2 separate regions of the Lactuca sativa genome follow, and region 2 is linked to region 1. Evidence: chromatin contacts called from public Hi-C data. All regions are on one chromosome and are shown on one strand. Each heading gives the region's core, a stretch centred on a gene start, on an enhancer-like site or on the middle of the called end of the contact. The rest is flanking DNA. Distances are from core to core; before and after follow the strand shown.

Region 1 (5,116 bases), core at 784-3,283:
AAGTCCAAAATCTTTGACACAATAGTCACCAAAGGCTCTTGACATAGCCAGACCAGGTGACTCCTCATTTGGTAACCATAGCCGGTGCACACCAGGCTCATCTTCTAAACAAAAAACCCGTCCTTTGCATTCAACTATTCGCTCAGCCTCATCTGTACAAACGTAAATGAATAAGTTATCATATTATCCTCCATGACATGAATGCATATGATAATTTTAAAGTGAAGGGCCTCTAAAGATACTTACGAGGTAGATTTGGCTTGAAATCAACAGTAAGTTGTACTGGTACCAAGCACCCATCATCGCTAGTTGTAGCCAGTACTGCACGTGAATCCCCAACATTTGCTATCACTAGAAGTTCACCCTGGATTCAAAACAATAATAATAATAATAATAATATATAATTGGTAATTAAGTTTCGTCGATCTTTTTTGAAGGTTATTAGTTAGGAGATCAATAAATACAAAACAAGTCTACCTAACCTACCTGTTTAACAACAGCTAAAGCAGTGGTTCCACTATGAAAAGAATCAAATTTACGGCATTCTCGTAGATCGTGATCAACAGAAGCACAAGTCCTTATGAAAGAATTCTTCCATACATGGAATCTGTCGAGCTTTTTAACTTTAACAGGTTGTAAGTCAAGTGAAGCTTCGACTTGCATCATCTCTTCTTGCCAATTGCATAGCAATGTTGAAGGTATCGATTCACATACTCTTTTTGCAACGTAATGTCCCCATGAACCATGACCATCGAAAATCCCACAGAACGTCATTTCTTCCTGTCCTCCAAATTCCTGCACCCATGAGTGACAAATGAAGTTTTTAAGTCAATGGATAATTACGATAATAAAGATTGGAAAAAAAAAATAATAAATAATATATATATATATATATATATATATATATATATATATATATATATATATATATATATATATATATATATATATATATATATATATATATATATATATATATATATATATATATATATATATACCTCCCATACGATGCAACAATCTTGATTTACCCCCTTTTCGCCTCTTCTGGAGCAAACAGAAGCCAAATTATGGACGTTAATGCAGCCAGAAGATCTTAAGATCAAATCCTTCTTCTTTGCATCTTTTACCATGGTTTCTGATGTCTCTTTTCCACCGTGATCCCCTGAACTCTTCACTTTCTTTGTTGTGGAAAACGATCTTGTTAGCCCACTAAACATGGATGTGAAACGCCCCATAGCTACTATCTAATCCACTATCCTCAACAATCCTGTTTCCACAATATAAAAGTTATATATTTGAGGGTAAATATATATGTAGATTCTGAATAAAAAAGCAGAGAATATAACTTTTTGACATGGAATTCCATCAATCCACATAGATTCTGTCGTTTGATTAGTGAATAAATTTGTCATCTTTAACACAAATTGAACCTTTGAATATTCAAAAATACACATTTCTTTTTATCCTATCTGGAAAGATAGCTTCTTTCCAAGAACTGAAACTGTGAATGTGACTGCATTATTCCATTTGCAGTAACATAAACCCAGCTATAAATTTTTCCCAAAAAGAGAAATCAGAAAAAGACCCTTCTCCTAATCGAACAACCCATCCCCATCCACTAACAAGTATCAAAAAAATTTGCAGATAGTATTTATCATCCCACATGGACTTCAACAAATACATGTCATCTTAAGAAAAAAAATACCCAAGAATATAAAAAGAAATTAAAGGAGAAGAGATTGAGTAGAAAAAACCTTGTTCTTATCGGAAAAATAAACAAGTGGCCGGAGTAAGAGGGAATTCCGACATGAGCATCTGAGATAACAATAAAACGGATGGAGATAATAATAATAATTCATTTGGGTTTCTAGAGAGGAGAGGAAAACAAAGAAAGCGGTGATCGTATATGTATACTCTACACAACTTTTTAAAAACTATTTCTGCACATAAATCCATACGTTATCCTTGTTTTTTTGACGATTGTACAAGCGTCATAAGAGACTGTATTCGCATTATTGACTTGTATGGAACAACTGAATATCCAATATTAAATATACTTCTCTTTATATATTTAATTTTGATATTACGGTAATCGTGAATCTTGATATTTTTGTATGTTTAAAAGATCTTTTCTCAAATATCGCATGGATTTAAAAAAAAAACAAATAGATAAGAATATTAGGACGGTGCATATCAACCACATGACAAAATATTAAGTCGAGTATTTAAAAACTGAATTATTATTATTATTATGAATCAACATATATAATATATATAATGCAAATGAGGTACGACTGCGATTTGTTTTAATAATTAAATACAAAATATCTTGATTGCCAACAATGAAATTCGACATACAAAATTTAATTTTAATATAAGTTTACACAAATTTATCAATATAAATAATCGTAACATGCAATCCATAAAATAATAACACGACACCAACTTGAGTTTATGATTGTTCCTCAGAAAAAATAACTTATTATGAGAATCGGTAACAACTTTGGTACCATTCTGTTTTTTCGAAACGAAAATGTATGAAGTCTATGGACCACCTTTGCAACCTTATTTAGTACAAGACGGAGACCAAACGGCTACAACATGTAATAAAAAATCTATTTGTTTTTTAACATCTGCAGACTTCTGAAATAAGTTAAAGTAAGGTGTGAAAATGTTTGAAGCAGAGGGTCAAGTGTTGCGCCACGCAGCACACGCACATCAGTTTTTAAGTCAGAAATCTTCTGAAAAACAAAAAGCTACAAAGGGTAAAGTACTGCATCGCGCAACAATAAATCGAGAGAAGTGATTTTTTAGAAAAAAAAAACATACAACACCTTTGAGTACTTGATGTTCTTGTTTAATGACTTAAGTTCCTCGATATTCCACGCCAAACTCCATAATTTAGCTATATTAATAATATGTAATCAATCCAGAAAAAACATACATTCTTATACCGTGTGTCTGTTTTAGGAAAAATTAGGGTGTGTGGTGGAGATCTAGATACCAACTTAGATCGTGATATCACTTTTCGAACTGATATTTCTACACTATGTCTGGGTTACAAGAAATTCATCCTAGGATAATCCAAGTGGACACTTACGTTTCAAGGCACAGAAAACGTAAGCCAATATGCTAGAGGATTTTGTGAATGTGTGATGAAAAACTAGAGCTTAAGATCGTAACCCTCTTCTGTAGAGGAAGAGTCGTTTATATATTAAACAAGATTAGGGTTTCATTATGGTTGGGCCGTCATTAGTTGCTTTGAAAGCAAGTAATGTTAATCCGGATTAGGGTTACCGAAAGTAAGGAGTTTCATTAGTTTTACCATAGTCACCCTCAAGAAATTGAATTTTCCATTATGTTCCCGCATGCAAAATTCGGTGAGGTTTTGGGGCGCTGCCCCTCGACCCCGCGGGACCCCAGCCAGGGGCTCTGCCCCTTGGACCCCGCTAGAGGCGCTGCCCCTTTGGAAACCACGGACTCGGGGGCGCTGCCCCCGGACCCCTGACTAGTCTTCGAACCGACTTCTAATTCGATCTTATACAAGCGTGCACTCTGCACTACTCCATACATATATTAGAGTCAATTATGAAGCCCCTTAGCTCAAATGTTAGTTTCAGTTACTTAAAATCACATGGTGAACCTAAAATCACCAACAATCCTCCCCCATTTTAGTGTAACCCTTGAACAAACATAACCTTATCAAAACAAACCAAACCAGTACATAATGAAAATATCAAAACGATTGAATTTCCACTTAGTATCATACACTTGCAAATACTCGAGAATCAGGGTGTTCTAAGAATTAAACCCATCAACCCATTTGAATACCAGAAAGTAAAATACATACTAGTTTATTGAATTTCTAGCATAATACAACTTGACACTATTATATAAGCCGTGTGTCCCAATCCTCTCATGATCGTATCAAGGTCAAGTCCACAACCTCTTGAAATGCGACTACACTTCACAATCACGTAAGTAACTCCTTTCCATGTATCTGCACATACATTTATCAAAGGAATTATTAAGAAGTTAAACTTCAACCTGACTAACTTGCAGAACCGAACACATACCTAGGATGAATACTTTATGTGTTCCAATCTATAAGTATAAGCTTTCCACATTGAATTTAACTCCTAACAATATATTAGGAGGGAATTGGGTGTCTCATCATTATAGAATTAAATGGACTTTAATTACATCCCGATTACAGACTTGTGCACTAAGTCTCTTGTCAGACCTTTAGTCAAGTGATTTGCTAAATTTTGTTGCGATTTCACAAAATCAACCGAAATCACACCATTCATGATTAGTTCGCTAATCATACTATGTATAACACCTAGGTGTCTAGACTTGCCATTATAAACCTGGCTATATGCCTTAGCCAAAGCGGCAACACTATCACAAAGGATAGAAATAGGTGATATCGGTTTAGACCACAAAGGAATCTCATAGACTAAATTCCTTAGCCACTCTGCTTCTTTACCAGCAGCTGCTAACGCAACAAACTCAGATTCTATTGTCGAGTTTGTAATGCAAGATTTCTTCTTGGAAGCCCAAGAAATGGCACCTCCCCCAAGCAAGAATACCCAACAAGAAGTTGAGGAATGGTCCTCCATGTTGGTAATCCAAGTTGCATCTGAATGACCTTCTAAAACCGAAGGACTCCCCAAGTAACTCAAACCATAATTCATGGTTCCCTTGAGATACTTAAACACTCTATTCACTGCTTGCCAATGTTGAGAACTAGGATTGCTAGTGTACCTGCTCAACTTACCCACAGCAAACGCAATATCAGGTTTGGTACTTGTCATGGCATACATCAAGCTACCAATAGCCTTAGAGTATTCCAATTGTGAAATGGGAACACCATTATTTGGCATTAATTTCACACTTGGGTCCATAGGGGTACTCACAGGAGAACACTCGGTAAAATTAAACCGCTTGAGAATTTTCTCAATATAGTGACTTTGATTCATTGCCAATCTTTTGTTCATCCTCTTAATTCTTATTCCAATTATTACAACAATTATAAGCAAATGATCACTCCAGTTCTAGTAGCATCATCAAATCTACTATAAACACATTTGTCACATTGGTTTGTTTTGAA
Region 2 (5,116 bases), core at 1,042-3,541, 220 kb after region 1:
AAGCAACACAAATACAAGTTCTCTTTCGGATGCAAGGGCCTGCAAAAAAAAAAATGACCATTTTACCCTTGTGTTTGTTTATACTGAAAAGTGAACTAATATCATACCTGATGCAGCCAACCGAGCATGTCACCTACGTAACGAAGCGGATCATGGGCATGAACTTCAATGGGCCTGGGCATGCCACCAGGCCCACCACGTGTAAGAGCACTGATAAATCTCCTAAATAGTGCATTGTGCCTCATATTTGCTACCTACAATTACAATTAAAATCTACTCATTATAGCAATGAGATAACCAGTTTAAAAGGCAGCAGGTTACCCATTACATATTCAAAATACATGTGATTTTTTTTTTTTTGCATTGAGAGAAAAAGATTTAAAGGGAAATTACCTCTTCAGCACAATACTTGAAAAGTACAGGTCTTTCTTTGAGAGAACGAACTGCCATTTTCAGAAGCTCACTTACTTCAGGATTATCAGTGTCCCCCAATCTCCTGCACTCTGTCTGAACCCATCTGAATGAATAATAAAAGTCAAACAGTCAGTCAACAAAAAGAAGATAACCAAAAAAGTTTGGGAATTTATTGATTGTTTCACCTGCACAGGCGTTCATAGGCACCTTCTTGATAGACAGCCATCATATCCATCAGCTCCAAACCTGCACGCTGTCAACAGTAAAAAATGAGAATTGAAAATAACCAACCAAAAGGGTAGGTAGGGATAAGAAGCTTTGAAATAGCTCAAAAAGCATCAAGAATTTGTAAGAGTCCAAATATTTCATAATCTAAATCTGACTTATGTAGCTTAACATGTCTTATCAATGATTCAACATAAAGGATAACAACAGTAATAGCATTTCTCAGACTCTGTTTATCATATATCTTATCAGTTTCAGGCATAAGTTTGCATAATTTGCATTGAACAACTAAGGGCCTTAATCTTTGTTCCAGTTTTATTGGCATATCTGCAGAAAATAAATAATCATAGCACGGAAACTTTGCTTCTCATATATAAGAACTAAACTATTTGATCAAATCACCCACTCTATATACCCTTCATATTTGATACAGAATATATAATTCATCCAAAAAAATCTTTTCAAGTAGCAAAGAAGGCCTCCCTGTCTATGGGGGAGCTATGCAGAAGAGTTACCTGATGATGGGTCCTGAGAAGGACTTTGCAATTTCCATGGATGGTTTGTACATGGCTCAATGCCTTGAAAAAGTTCTCATTCAATTCTTCCTCCCTCAGTGCATTTATCTACAGAAGTAAATACAATCACATTCTACTCAGTTTGCAATTCAGTGACAGTTGAATCAGAATATATCAGCATGAAAAACTATCACCTCGTCACTGGAAAGTTGATAATCTCGAAGGAAGCATGATGCAATCTCTTGCCTCTGAGTAGTGATTTCAAGTTCCTGTTTGAGTCTTTCTGTGGTAGTGATAATATCTCCAGTAGTAGCATTACAGTTATTCAAGGATTTAGCAATTCTGCAAGGTTTAAAACACGATTTATTATTTCCTTAAGATGAATTTCGTTTATTTCAAAGACTACTAAATTGTGAAAGATGTTGCATTCAGCACTATAGGGGTACTTGTTAATTTCTTAACAGATCTTCTTTCCAATTTTATCTAGATTTCACGAGAATTAAAACTACAAGGTGGTGTGTTTGATCATTGAATTATAGCTCAATTTAGATTTTTTTGAACGACCTGTGGCTCAATTTAGGATAGGAGATGGTATCGAAATGATTTAAAATTGTTTGAAGAGCAGAAAGATGAATATAATATCTCACTTGTCACAGCATTCAGCTAGGGAATTAACCTCTTCCTCCACCCGATCCAAAGCCTAAAACCGTAAAATAAAAGAATTAACATATGACATTGATCGATTGATTCCATGATTGATAGAGAAACAGAAAGTAATGCGCAAACCTGCTGGGCGGCGTCGGAAGCAAGGAGGAAGTCATGGTTAATGGTGAGAGAACGTTTCTCGATAGTTGATCGGAGGTTACGGCGAGCCGGAGCGGTATTATCGTTATAGAAAGTGGAGAGTGTATTAAGTGATGCCAGCAGATCTGGATTGTCGGTGCGAGTTTCCAATACCTTCTTCAGCTTTCTTGACAGCCCCGGCGCCAGTGCCGTCGTCGTCCCCATTTCTCTCCGACTGCTGTTCCTTGAGTTACGATTTGTTCTGATCTGTTTTGCAATTTTATTCTCTCGACGTTACGTTTCAGTCAATTTCTTCTACATAGCAACTGCAATGAGCAACGGTTCGGATTTTTTCCGACGGTCTCGACAAATTCATGTCGAGTGTGGGCTCTTTCGGCCCATCATCTAACTTGAAGAAAATTATTGGACTAATTTACAAATTTGGTTTTTTTTTTCTTTTCTTTTTTTTTTTTTTTTTAGATTTTATGTCAAAAAAATGTTTTGTATTTTAGTTTTCATTCAACTGTTTTAGGGTTTTTATCTTAGATTGTCTAAATTTGCATCTCCAATCTCTTTTCTAATTCAATAAAAGGAAAATAAATTAAAAATTTAATATTGTTTTTTTGTTTTGTAAATGTTTAGTTATTATTGTTTTTATTTTATTTTTTTTATTTTTACAAAATGCAAAAGTTAATTTGTTTATTTATTTATTGTTGCAATATCAACAAGTTCACTGTTGTATTATTTGCAAAATGTGGATATTTTTGTCCTTATGAATTGTTGTTGTAGGTTGCGGCAAAAAGATGATACTTTCAGTGACTTTGCATCTCCAGCACGCCTTCGATAATCTTTTCCTACGATATATGATTTTTCGGCAAAGATTGATCAATATATATGGATTTTCAGACGACTTTGAAACACTCAATCGCACCCCGAAATGAGGGGATGAAGATTGATCCAAATAGAATTGTGAAGATGTTTCAGGGTAGAAAAAATACATGTCTTGGGATTTGTTCTACTAAGAAGGTGTTGAAGGATTCCATTAAGGACGGAAACCTTTTTCTAGAAAAGACAATGAAAGACCTTCATTGAATGTTCTTGAGATGGGTAACCGGAGAGTATTCATCGGACTTCTTGGGTAGAGAGATATGTTGATTGGGGCTCATTTTGAAGTCATCTAATCCGTGTTATCTCCACGTTTGAAATTCAAAGTAGATGAAAGGAATTGAGCGTAAGGGACATCAAGGAAGGAAGGGGTGGTCAGATGGGCTAGCTTTGTCAGTGGTATGAGAGAAGTTGTTGATGATTCAGTGGTAAAGGTGGAGAAGACAATAGGAGATATAAACATGGTGGATAAAGGACCTTTTAGATAGTTTGCACTTTGTAGAGAGGAAACAATTTGGTGATTGGACTATAGAATAAAGTATAAATTTTGAGAAGGATATCGGAGTAGATGGTGGAGCTAAGAGTGATGGGTGTATTGTGTTGTTTTGATTAGGTAATCCGACACCTTGAAGATCGCCTAGAATCATATAGAGTTAAATAAGATGTCTAGAGGCTCGCCGGAGATGCCAAAATAGCCGAAAAATCCATCTTTTGGCTGAAAACCAACAATAACATGTCGTAAGGATGTAATGTGGATAAAACCAACAAGTTAACTAGTGTATTTTGCAAAAATAAATAAATAAATAAATAAATAAATAATAATTAAATAAACGTGTACAAAACAATAACAATGTTACCCTTTTAAGTTATTTTCCTTTTAATAAAAATGAAACTTTTCACAATTGTCTTATTCCCTTCATTTTATCTATTTTTCTCCATGACACCTTACATATACGTAAGATGTTGGGATAAATTGGAATATAATGTTTATTTTTATTGAATTAACAGATGATATGCTAATTTAGACAATCCATAGATCAAAAACATGTTTGTTTGACCTTCCACGTTGATCACGGGACAGGCTAATGTGGGCATTTTTTTTTCAATTATTTTTAGATGTGGTTTTTGCTCACCCATAAATTGTAAAGTTTGTATAAATACATGTCCATACAATATCTATTGAATATACAATTCATACCTCTTTAATATTACTCAATAAATCATCCTGTAACATCCTAAAAATACATATAAAATTTTGTTTTTAAATTCATTCAAAACATACGATAGTCATAATAAAATAGTCAAAAGTGTATAATAACAACATTTTATCAGAGTACAAATTCCCAAAATCTCAAACTGCGGAAACCATAGGGTGTTGCGGTGTGATCAGGCCGGACCCTTCTCTTTCGAACTGGAAGTACCTGCAACATGAACTGGAAATTTTAAGCACAAAGCTTAGTGAGTTCCCCCAAAATACCTCATATCATACAAACATACATCCAAACATATATGGGTGCTTGCAATCCCCTTTGGTCTCTTTCAACCGGATCAGTCAAGTATATATGGGTGCTTGCAGTCCCTTCAGCCTATTTCAACCGGATATGTAACAACCCAAATTTTCAACAATTTATTTTCGTTTTTAATTAATAAACATACTTGAAATAACCATAAATTTCATCACAATTGTTTTCAAATCCTCCTTTATTACAATTTGTTTAAGACATCAGAGTGTCCCAAAAAGGTAGTAATAAAAGAGAGATAAAGTGCACGTCGCGCCATCACGCCTTGCCCTTACCCTTGGGCTCGGATGTACCTGAAACACATCTACAAACAGTAAGCTTGAAAGCTTAGTGAGTTCCCCAGGGCACACCCAAATATAAGCACAAAGTATATAATACATGCTAATCAGCTATACAAACATATAAACCATGCAAGCCAACATATAGGGAAGCCCTGGAAACCCTCCAGGGTCTTACTCCGGGTGCCATAGGAACCCCCACATGGTCTTAGCCCAATGCCTCGAGAACCCCCCCCCCCCCCCCCCCCGAGGTCTTCGACCTAGGATGCCAAGGAAACCCTCCCAAGTCTTATACCTAAGTGCCTCGGGAACCCCACCGAGGTCTTTGACCTAGGATGCCAAGGAAACCCTCCAAGGTCTTACACCTAAGTGCCCCGGGAACCCCCCCCCCCCCCCCAAGGTCTTCCATGCAAACATAATCACAAAGCACATAATTTTACAGAATGGCTAACACGTATCACATATCACATAATGGGTCGGCCTTGGCGCCTTAGAC

The links. Hi-C and Micro-C count contacts between places; a contact is called where the count stands out from the background.
Region 2: a Hi-C map of leaf shows a contact between it and region 1, with 7 times the contacts expected there. The contact joins the promoter of LOC111911983 here to the promoter of LOC111876903 in region 1. A contact is called at or near these places in 3 of 4 Hi-C or Micro-C datasets (leaf and seed).

The regions. Positions count from the first base shown.
Region 1 is chr9:226,303,382-226,308,497 of Lsat_Salinas_v11, forward strand. LOC111876903 (probable protein phosphatase 2C 34) reads right to left here and starts at 2,034. Exons shown (of 6, transcript XM_023873458.3): 1 at 1,758-2,034; 2 at 1,032-1,270; 3 at 487-795; 4 at 247-364; 5 at 1-152. The coding sequence starts at 1,238. It overlaps LOC122196160 (secreted RxLR effector protein 161-like), which reads right to left and starts at 4,910. Exons shown (of 2, transcript XM_042898508.1): 1 at 4,374-4,910; 2 at 3,977-4,003. The coding sequence starts at 4,910. The coding sequence ends at 3,977.
Region 2 is chr9:226,524,154-226,529,269 of Lsat_Salinas_v11, forward strand. It overlaps LOC111911983 (conserved oligomeric Golgi complex subunit 6), which reads right to left and starts at 2,292. Exons shown (of 11, transcript XM_023907747.3): 1 at 1,941-2,292; 2 at 1,802-1,854; 3 at 1,349-1,496; 4 at 1,155-1,262; 5 at 600-667; 6 at 394-517; 7 at 108-254; 8 at 1-39. The coding sequence starts at 2,162.